2 separate regions of the Mus musculus genome follow, and region 1 is linked to region 2. A link is a contact called in public promoter capture Hi-C data. All regions are on one chromosome and are shown on one strand. The core of a region is the stretch at or near the end of the contact, and the rest is flanking DNA. Distances in the headings are between cores, read along the strand shown.

The links. Promoter capture Hi-C pulls out the DNA fragments that hold promoters and counts their contacts.
Region 1: a promoter capture Hi-C map of erythroid cells shows a contact between it and region 2, with 2.3 times the contacts expected there. The contact joins the enhancer-like site here to the promoter of Immt in region 2. A contact is called at or near these places in 1 of 39 promoter capture datasets (erythroid cells), 1 of 484 Hi-C or Micro-C datasets (bone marrow-derived macrophages), 2 of 115 datasets of contacts at active chromatin or transcription factors (astrocytes and bone marrow-derived macrophages) and 1 of 9 other capture datasets (liver).

What each region holds. Positions count from the first base shown.
Region 1 is chr6:72,277,210-72,282,733 of GRCm38.p6, forward strand. No RefSeq gene overlaps it. Among named protein-coding and RNA genes, the nearest start is that of Sftpb, 25 kb to the right of the region's middle. Within about 2 kb of position 3,637, at least 31 of the 459 cell types and tissues checked have an H3K27ac peak or open chromatin away from gene starts, as enhancers often do. A contact at or near this core is called in erythroid cells, where this site is marked.
Region 2 is chr6:71,829,537-71,834,464 of GRCm38.p6, forward strand. Immt (inner membrane protein, mitochondrial) reads left to right here and starts at 1,784. Exons shown (of 15, transcript NM_001253681.1): 1 at 1,784-1,979. The coding sequence starts at 1,935.

The DNA of each region.
Region 1 (5,524 bases), core at 2,387-4,886, 450 kb after region 2:
GCGTTAGGACACGTTTGAGTGGACCACTCATGAGAACCATGTAAACAGTGGTTTCCTCACATTCCTGTCGCCTTTGTTTCTTAAGACTGAAGAGTCTAAACTGGAGAGGTCTCCCTCTCCCTCCCCATTCCTTGGCTCTTGCTTTGACCTTGGGGTTAGGGATGTGGCTGGCCTGGGTTGCTGGACTTACACATGGCTGGTTGACTCATGGTCTCCACTTGCCTCTATGCTGGTCTAGGAGTAAGAATTGTCTACGTGACAAGACAGGGCCCAGGCTACAACAGCAAAGTTGCACCCAGGGTAAGTTCTATGCCTGACCATTGTGCTGCCCTGACTCCGCACAGCCGCAGCCACAGCCACAGATGGCCTGCAGGACAAGCCTTCCAGCTCTGCCCACAACTGTCCCAGCCAAGGGACCTGGCTTCTCTTCTAGGATGTGGTGTGGGTCTCAGGGGACGGATAGAACAATGCCAGGCCCCTTATCAGCAGCTAATCCCGGCCTGGCCGGCTCTGGGACTTCCCTTCTCAGAAACACCGGCGCTTATTTTAACACATGGCTAGTTCATGTCTGACTCAGCCCTAATTGCAGACAGTGAAAAGACAATTTCTCCCTAGAGCCACAGCCAAGAGCAAACACCTTCAAGTCCTCCAGAAATGGGCCTGGCTTCCTTCTGCCTCTGTCAGAGGGCTCCTGGTGCCACAAAATGGAGGAGCCAGCCAGAAGCAGAAAGCCCAGAAAGAACTCCTCAGCTTCCATCTCTTTCAGGGTTCAGATCACCAAAGTCCCGAGAAAGCAGGCTCCAGTTTAGAGTCACTCAGCCAGGATGGGATTCCTGGGCCGGTCCCTGGTGCCTATCCTATGTACTTCTAAGTACTAAGGGTGTGTGTGTGTGTGTGTGTGTGTGTGTGTGTGTGTGTGTGTGTGTGTGTGTGTGTGTAAGAACTCTCAGACATTGTCCTTGAGGTTTGTCTCTGTTCATGTTTCTATTCTATACTTTCTTAGGACTTGTTTCCTCTCAGGGATCAAGTGGGGTACATCACAGCAGCAAGAGGGGGTCTCAGGTGCCCCAGGATTGACTTTGTCTAGAAGGGGGAAATATCATTAAGTTGGAATCTCCAAGTAGGCTGGGCACGGTGGTACAAGCCTACAATCTTAGCACTCAGGAAGTGGAGGCAAGAGAGTCAGAGGTTCAAGGTCAGCCTCAGCTACATAGTGAGCTTGAAGCCTGAGATACACGAGACCCAGTCAAAGGAAGAAAGAAAGGGAAGAAGGGAAGGAGAGAAGGAAGGAGGGAAGAAGAGAACCTCCAACCTAAAACAACTTGCTTAGGTGAGCAGGATGCAGGGGCACAGGTGCCAGTGCCCTCCAAGGACATCTGCAGCTCTGGAAATAGAAACCTAGGGAGGAATGGCCTCCAGAGCACGGCTCTACTCCAGGTTTCAGTGAATATTTGTACCAAACTCTAAGTGGGGAACAGGACTGGAGATGAAGCTTGGTGGTAGTATACTTGCCTAGCATGTACAAGGCTAGGGGTCCAAACTTTAGCACATGCACAGAAAGAGACAGAGACAGACAGAGAGACAAAGACAGACAGAGAGACAGAGGTGAAAATAGAGACAGACAGACAGACAGACAGACAGACAGACTCGGGGACTGCCTCTCAGTGCCCCCAGCTCAGTCCAGCACCTTGTTCTGATTCTTGTCATCTCAAACCCAGACTCTGGAAGCAGCTATTTGTGGTCAGAGCCTGTGCCTAACTTAAACTGCAGGATTTGGAAGCCAGAGAGTTCCTTGGTGATTCCCTCTGTCTAAAAGGGCTAGTTAGCCACTAAAGCAGTAGGACCCCTGTTAGCTGACATAGCCTGATCGAGAGCTATGGACACTAGTCCCTGGAACGATAGCACTGGGGGACCAGCCTGTGACAACAGGAAGTTAATGCCTGTGGCCCTTAAGACCAGGCTTTTCAGATCCCCGAAAAGTAGAAATAGAAGCCAGAGCTGCTGCTGCTGCTGCTGCTTCTTCTTCTTCTTCTTCTTCTTTTTTTTCTATTATGGTCAGAAGATTCCAGAACTAGGACAAATTTAATCCACATAATGTGTGTTCTGCTCTTCAGTCCAAAGATCAAATGGGCCTTCATTATCTGACTTACCGAGTGCATAACCAAATATTTCCCTCTTTTCTACCTTGAGTTGTGATAAAGGTCAACATTAGGTGTTTTTCATTAGCTATGAAGATGGGAGAGAAGAGTAGAAACTCTAAACTGATGTTTAAGGGGTCTGAGCTTCAGTAATTAAGACATAGCTTACTTTGTAATTATGCCCCCCCCCACACACACACACACATATGCGCACACACACACTATTCTGGTGTGGTCTTTTGTTATTGTTATTGTAATATTTGGTTTGGTTTGGGGTTTTATTTTAAGATAATCTTGAGCTTCTGATACTTCCTTCGCCTCCTGAGTGCTGGGATATCAGGCATGTGCTGCCACGCCCAGGTCTGTGAACTCCCGATTACACCTACGGCTCGAGGGCAAGCACTTTACCGACTGAGCTACAACCCCAGCTTCACACAGTATCTTTTAAAGGACATCTATATGTATGCTTGCTCTTAATATTTTTCCATTTTCAATAATTACAAACATTAAAAGACATCACACATGGGGCTGGTTCAATGGTTGAGAGCACTGGCTGCTCTTCCAGAGGTCCTGGGTTCAATTCCCAGCACCGACAGAATGGCTCACAGCCATCTTTTAACCCCAGTTTCGGGAGATTTAAGAGCACTGCACACACATGGTGCACAGAATTATATGCAAACAAAACACCCTACACAGAAAAGAAAATAAATGTGAAAAGAAACAACCTTTTAAAAAATCAGAAATACATGGGGTGAGGTGCTGCGGTTGTAGTTCAGTGGAAGAGCCCTGGGCCCCAGCAGGACCACTTTCCCAAATGTTAACGATGTTTCTCCTTGTGCTAGAGATTGTACCTAGAGACTTGGGCAAGCCAGGTTCAGCCCCTAAGCCCCAGCCCTCAACGCTAACATCTTATATAGACACAGCTTAATCAGCAAAACTGAAGTATGAAAAAGGAGTAGAACACTGTTAACTTAGCTCCAGATACTAATTACAGTGCATCAATTGTCACACTGATGTTCTTTTTCCAACCCAGGATCTCAGCTGGCGCTGGCTTGTCTCTGTAGCCTCCAGTGATCTGAGACAGTTTCTTCACTCCCGCCTGTCATGATTGTGACATTTTTGAAGAGCAATGGCCAGTTACTTTGCAGAACGCTCCTCATATTTTGCAAATGTGAGGTGTGTCTGGTATTTTTCACGATTAGATTGTAGGTCTGTACGTTGGGCAAGAACACTACTGAGGAGACATTGTGTCCTCAGTCATCCCAGCACGGGGGCAGGCAGCTGCCTCAGCTCCTGATGACAGAGAGATAAGTACTTGGATTAGGTGGCGCCCAAGGGATGGGTTGCAAGCAAAGTCCCTGTTTCTCCTTTGAAAGTAACATGTTGTGTGAAGAGGCATTTTGAGAATGTGCAATGTCTTTCGTCTGTACTATCCCCACCACTACTTTCAGCTCCAGGAATGAGCCTCTAACCATTACATTACATTGCACTACATCACTCTACATTACATCACACCACATTGCAGTAGCCAAAAGCTGGGTTTTCTATTTTCAGTGTTCCTTTTCCCTTGACCAGGTAGACTTCTAGGGAAGAAAGAGTATCCTTCTTCCTTTGTTGGCTTATTCAACTCTTTGCATATGCCAGTGTGGGGAAACCGATACTAGTCTGATTCCAAATCATTATCTGCTACAGTTGTTAATTATTTGTAACTCTAATTCTCCCAGACTTGATCAGCAGAAACCTATGATGATCAAACTGTGTGTGATTCTGTCTCAAACAGAAAGAATGATATTTGAGATCAAGTTTTCATGGGGGATTGGCAAAGAGGCTCAGCAGATAAAGACACTTGCCACCAAACCTCCAAATCTAACAACTCTCACAAGTTGTCCTCTGACATCCATGAACTGTGGCGCATTCATGCTTGTGAGTACACACACACACACACACACACAAATAAATATAATAAATATATTTTTTAATTTAAGGTTTTTAATTTATTTTTATTTTATGTGCATTGATATTTTGCCTACATGTATATCTGTTTAGATCTGGAAATACAGACAGTTGTGAGCTGCTGCCATGTGGGTGCTGGCAATTGAACTTGGGTCTCCTGGGAAAGCAATCATTGCTCTTAACCACTGAGCCATCTCTCCATCCCAGTGTATATAATTTAAAAACATATTTCATTGGGATGTGGTTCAGTTGATAGAGTGCTTGCCTAGTGTGCATGAAGCTAGGTTTGATCCTCAACACTGCATGAAACTATGGTGGTAGTACTCGACTAAAACCTTAGCACTTGGGAGGTAGAGACAGTGGGTTAAAGGTTCAAGGTCATCCTTGGTTATATAGTGAGGTCAAGGTCAGCTTAGGCTACACAAGGCCTTGTCTGAAAAAGAAAGATCTCATAGTACTGAGATGTCTTTGATTCTAGTGTCTGTCAAAGAAAACTCAACTAGGAAGTGTATAAAGCCATCCTTGGCTATCTTTTGGGCCCAGTTCCAGGATACCCCATAGATATCAAAACTGATACATACACAGATTCATAATATAAGATGGTACCAGTGCTCTGAGATGTGGCTCAGTTAATAAAGTGCCTCCTGGATGTGCAAAGCCATGGGCTCCAGCCCCAGCACCACATAACCTAGTGTAGTAACTCTCCCTTGTAGTCAGTTTAAGGTCAACTTGGACTGGATGGATGGGTAGATGGGTGGATGAATAGATGGATGGATGGATGGATGGATGAATGGATGGATGGATGGATGGATGGATAAAGAGAGAGGGAGAGAGGAAGAGGGAGAGAGAGAGAGAGAGAGAGAGAGAGAGCAGTTTAATAGAAGGCAAAAACATGCAGTTCTAGCATGAAATATCTTGGGATATTTCTACCCAAGTTTCTAGAACAGGGCTGGGTAATTTCCCATGGGACATTCCACATGAGTGTAGAAAAGGGGTCAGTTTCAGATTAAATCAAAGATGGCTCCAGATGAGACAAGATGGAGGAATCTTTATGCTGTCACAACCGAACACCCTCTTCCAACCTTCTCAAGGACACACATGATGCAGACAGTCATCTGAGTCAAACACCCACACACACAAAATTTTGAAATAAAAACAAAATTTTATGTTTTTAGGAATTAATAAGAATCTGGAAATTTTTAGGAATTTAAAAATCTGGAAAAAAAGAAAATCTGTGTTCGGTATCCTTGTGGATCTCTTCCGTGGGTCTGGCTATACACACAGACATGAGACACAAGGCAAGCCATGCTTCCACGCCCTGGAGAGACACTGAGGGTGCAGGAGGTGGGTGGAGGCTCCATCCGGAGGTGCCTACACATCAAGTGACAAATCCAAGTCTTGTTTTGTTTGGGACAAGTTCTCACTGTCTAAAG
Region 2 (4,928 bases), core at 534-3,033:
GCACCCAGATCCAGCTTTGCTGTTTTTGTTTTCCAAGACAGGGTTTCTCTGTGTAGCCTTCACTGTCCTGGAACTCACTTTGTAGACCAGGCTGGCCTCGAACTCAGAAATCCGCCTTCCTCTGCCTCCCAAGTGCTGGGATTAAAGGCATGCGCCACCAATGCCCGGCTTAAGATTTATTTTTATAAATCATGTCTGTGTCTGTATCTGGAGGGCTCTCTGATAATTTATAGGAAGTTGTAAGCTGCCTGATATTGGGGCTGTGAACTGAATCTGGGTCCTCTACAAGAATAATATATGCTCTTAGACATTGAACCATTTCTCCAGCCCTGAAGAATGAGATCTTAAAGCCAAGGAGACTGTCTGTAGTACAAGGTCCGAAGTGTAGTACAAAAGCAGCCCCGGGTCAACAGTGTGCGAGACGTTATCACGCTGGCAAGAACCAGAGCAGCGGTGAACAGGGATGGAGCCAGACTGCTAGATTTACTAAGAAAATGGGAGGACTGGAGGCTGTCGAATGATGACATGACAAAGATCGACAAGTACATTACTGAAGTGCTCTGAAAAGCTTGGCATGTATAGAACGTAGATAATATAGAACATAAACACATTTTTGATATTTTTCAAATCTTTCCTGTTTTTTGTTTGAAATTTATGTAGTCCAATCCTGCAACAGCCTCCCAAGTGCTGTCATTTACAGTGTGACCACAACACTGGACTTCATTTATTTTATAAATGAAAATAAAAGTGCAGCTTTTTTTTATCTGTATCGTATCATAACAAATCACCTACTTATGGCTTGTAAGTATTTTGCAAACAGATTTGTTGTTTTGTGGTTTTCAAGACAGGGTCTCAATATATTCAGCTGGCTGTCCTGGAACTCTGTAGATCAAGCTGGCCTTGAACTCAAAAGATATCTGCCTACCTCTACCTCTCTAGCGCTGGGATTAAAAGCATGCACGACTAGGTCCAGCCTCCAACAGATTTTGAAAATTATTTTTCTATGTTATTATGGTAAGAGAACCACATAATCATAGTGGAATTTACATAGAATATTAACGACAGTCAATTTTTAACACATTGTTAAACTCAGAACGCTTGGAAGAGTCTTCCAAACCGTCCCCAAAACTGCGACCGAAATCATCTTTATAAAATAAAAGTGGCAAAAAAAAAAAAAAAAAAAAAAAAAAAGCGGTGTGACTTAAGTAAAAACCTGAACTTAGAATTTGGGTTCCTATCCGTTCTCTACTATTTAAAGACACCGGAAACACATTCTGCCCCAGGATGCCTTCAGCACATTCGCTTATTCTTCAGCAACCCTTTGGAAAAGAAAAAAAAAAAAAAAAAAAAAAAAAAAAAACCAAAAAAAAAAAAAAAACCCTGTAGGCATACGTGTGCCTCAGCTCCATAAAGAAGTCAGCGGACAACTAATTGGAATCGATTCTATTGCCACCAGAGAGGTCGCAAATTTCAGGTCGTCAGGACTGGGAGCAGGCGTCCCTACCGGATCCACCTCCCCATCCCTTTAATTCTAAGAGTCTAATTCTAATTTAATTCACCAACGCTTTAATTCTAAGAGTCACAGTCGAACTTTACACAGCACTCTCCGGCCAGTTCACCTAGTAACCCGGTCATCTGCAGACAAACTAGCGCCCAAGCGCGACCCGGAAGGAGAACCTGCCCTTCCGCCTCCTAGTCGCCAATCACCGCTTTACTCCCCTTTTCGCAGCCGGGGTGAGTCCCACCCTCAGGGAGCCGCCTCGGCTGTAGCAGGGGAGGAGGCGGCGCGTGCGCAGTGGTGCCGGTGGCCCTTCCGGTGCGCCGGACGCAGCTAGGCTGTACAGACGCGGGCACGCACACCAGCACGCACGCCCTCCTCTCGTGCGGCCGCGGTCGTTCCCGCGTCCACCAGCAGCGCTGTCGCTTCGGCAGAAATGCTGCGGGCCTGTCAGTTATCCGGCGTGACCGTCGCGGCCCAGGTGAGCGTGGGGTCTCTCCGAAGGGGCGCGTGGTCACGCTGACTGCGGACTGCCAACGGACAACGTGAGAGGCATCCATGATGCGCACCCCCCCCAGGCAGAGCCACCCCTAGTGCGGGGAACCGAGGCAGTCCTCTAGGGCGGCCGCTGGACTGGAATGACTCGAGGGTTATTGCTGAAGAAGCGGGCTGGGGTGTGGAGCGCGGGGAGGCGGGTGTGCCGCTGAGGCGTGGCTTCAGGGACCTGGTATCCAATCAGTACCTCCTTATCTCAGTCTCGGACCAATCCTGGCTGCTGGCGTCTGGGCCGCCGGTTGGGCACGTGATAGGTTTCCAATCGTGAAGGTCGGCGCGGGAGAACTACAGTTCCCAGCAGGGATTGCTTCTCAGGGCTTGTTGCATCTTTAATAAGCAGGTTCCTGGACTGGTGGAGAGCCTAGGGGTCAAAGTTGCTGTTAATCTGGGAGTGGGTTCCTTTTGTTTCCGTAGCCGAGAGCGCCTTTGAGCTAGTCTTATAGTAAAAGGTGAAAGATTTTTCATTTCTCGAGCTTAAACTTCTGGTGCTGAAGGAGGACAGAAGTCATGACCTTGTGCTTATTTCTGAGATTAGCTTGGGGATCAGTGTCTCTAAGCACTGGAACCATGTCTGACATTCAGGTATCTTAGGCGCCCTGTTTTGTCTCTCTTTAATTTTTCATAACTGTCAGTATAACTTTCTACAGTTGAAAATAAAAACCCCATTTCCATTACTCAGAAGTTTTAGAAAACTAACACTTGAAAGGTTATGAGGAACATGCTGCAACTTGAGCAGTAATTGGATAAAGTTTCGAGACAGGGTCATCCTGAGATGATTGAAGTTAAGCAGTTTTGTTCTTTATTTTTGCTTTACTGTTTGTCCTTCAGCCTCTTGCATAGGGAAGTGAGCCCCGTATTAGTTTTCTGTTGGTATTTATCCAACAGCACACATTAAGCAGCCTGTAACTACACCCTCATTGATTATCTTCCAGTTTTTGTAGTAGTCTGGACATTAGTGTTGTGGAGTCTCAGCTTAGAGTCATGCAAGGCTTTGTTGAGAAGTATTAGCTGTGCTTTGATTCTCATTTGTAGATAGTACTTTTTACTTCCTCCAAATTCATAATTAGCTAAATCCAGCCCCTTCAGGTGTTGCACTAAAGTCCATGTTCTCTCCTGTGTCTTGCAGGTGGCTGCTCTCAGCTTTTAGAACCTTCTAACAATTTCTTGCCACAAGGCACTTACAGGCCATTCCTAACACCAAACACGAAACACAACACATTTAGTATTACCATGTGCTTCTTTCTGTCTTTACTTCAACATCTCTTCTCTCATTGATTTATTTACTAGACTAGCCCTACCTGAGTAACTTCCCTAATTCAGATTTCTTTTTGGGGAGCTCAGTTAGAGACTAAAACATGAATGGTATTCTAGCTCTCAACAAACATTTTAAAGTTCCCTGAAGTCACTGTCAACAAATTCATAGGTTTATTGTCATTACCTCTTCATTCATTCTGTAGCATTTGATATTGCTGCTTATTTGTGTGTGTGTCTATCTGTCTGTCTGAGAGAGAGAGAGTGAGAGAGAGTGTGTGTGTGTGTGAATGAATGAATATGTGTACATGTACACACCTATGGAGGCCAGAAGAGGATACTGTATCCCCCAGTGCTAAGGTTAATCAGTGGTTGTAGACTCCCTGACACTGATACTGAACTCAGGTCCTCTGGAAGAACATTAAATATAAGTGAGCTTTTCCATTTATGGCCCTGTTCCTGTGTAATGACTTGGGAGGCTTATTATTCATGAATAAATGCCTAGGTCTTAAGCAGGGCTTGTCCCCTGACTAGTTAGTATCTTATATGTCTCATTTATACTATTCTATGTCTGCGGCCTGGCTGGTTACCTCTCCTCGGTTTCATACCCAGTCCAGGTTGTGAATCTTCTGTGATTATTTTCCTGAGTGTTCTCATTCTCTCTCTTTCTTTCTTTCTTTCTTTCTTTCTTTCTTTCTCTCTCTCTCTCTTTCTCCCACCTCCCTTCCTCCCCTTCTGTCTCTCCCTCTCTCCCCTTCTTCCTCCTCTCAATTTTGCATTTATGTTTTTACATTCAATTTTGTTTTGTTTTTTCCAGAGCTGAGGACTGAACCCAGGGCCTTGTGCTTGCTAGGCAAGTGCTCTACCACTGAGCTAAATCCCCAACCCCTCAAATTTGTTTTTTATCAACTTACCAAATGATTCCAGTTTTTGGCAAATTTCATCTGCTTTCATGTCTTGCCTTTTTACCTTTCTCTTCAAATAAGTTCTTTAATTGCTACTAAAGGACTTTTAAAAAGCAAACATGTAACATCATGCTCTTCATTGACATTCCATCATGTTCAGAATAACGTCTAGGCTCTTTCCACACTCACCAGGCCCACATCTTGTTTTCTATTCTGCCTCCCCTCACTGTCTTTTACAGTAGTACCTCCAGCAAGATAACTCACTGGTGGTTTTTTTTGTTTTATTTTTGTTTTGTTTTCTCTGACTTCTTCACAGGTCTTTGCTCATCCCTTTATGCAGGGTCTTTCTTAACCCCCCTTCCTTTCAGAGTGGCCTTTCTTTTCTAAAGTGGACTAGGAACTGCTCTTCTCTATATACATCACTCCCACTTTACACCTATGTATTTGTGCATCTTAGCACTACCTAACATGTGTATTTGTTTTAAGTTTCCTGTATTTAAAGTAAGTTCCAAGTTAAGTGTGGTGTTGCATACCTGCATACCTACCACTCCACAGGCAGGGAACTCCAGCCAGGTCTCTAGTTACAATTTGGGTTAGCCAGGGCAATGACTTGCATGCTTCTGTCCCACAAAAGTCCATAAACTCCACAACTAGCTTGTTCCTGTGTCGTTTGCTGCTATATTTCCAGTAGTGACAGTTCTTTGCTCCTAATAGATGCT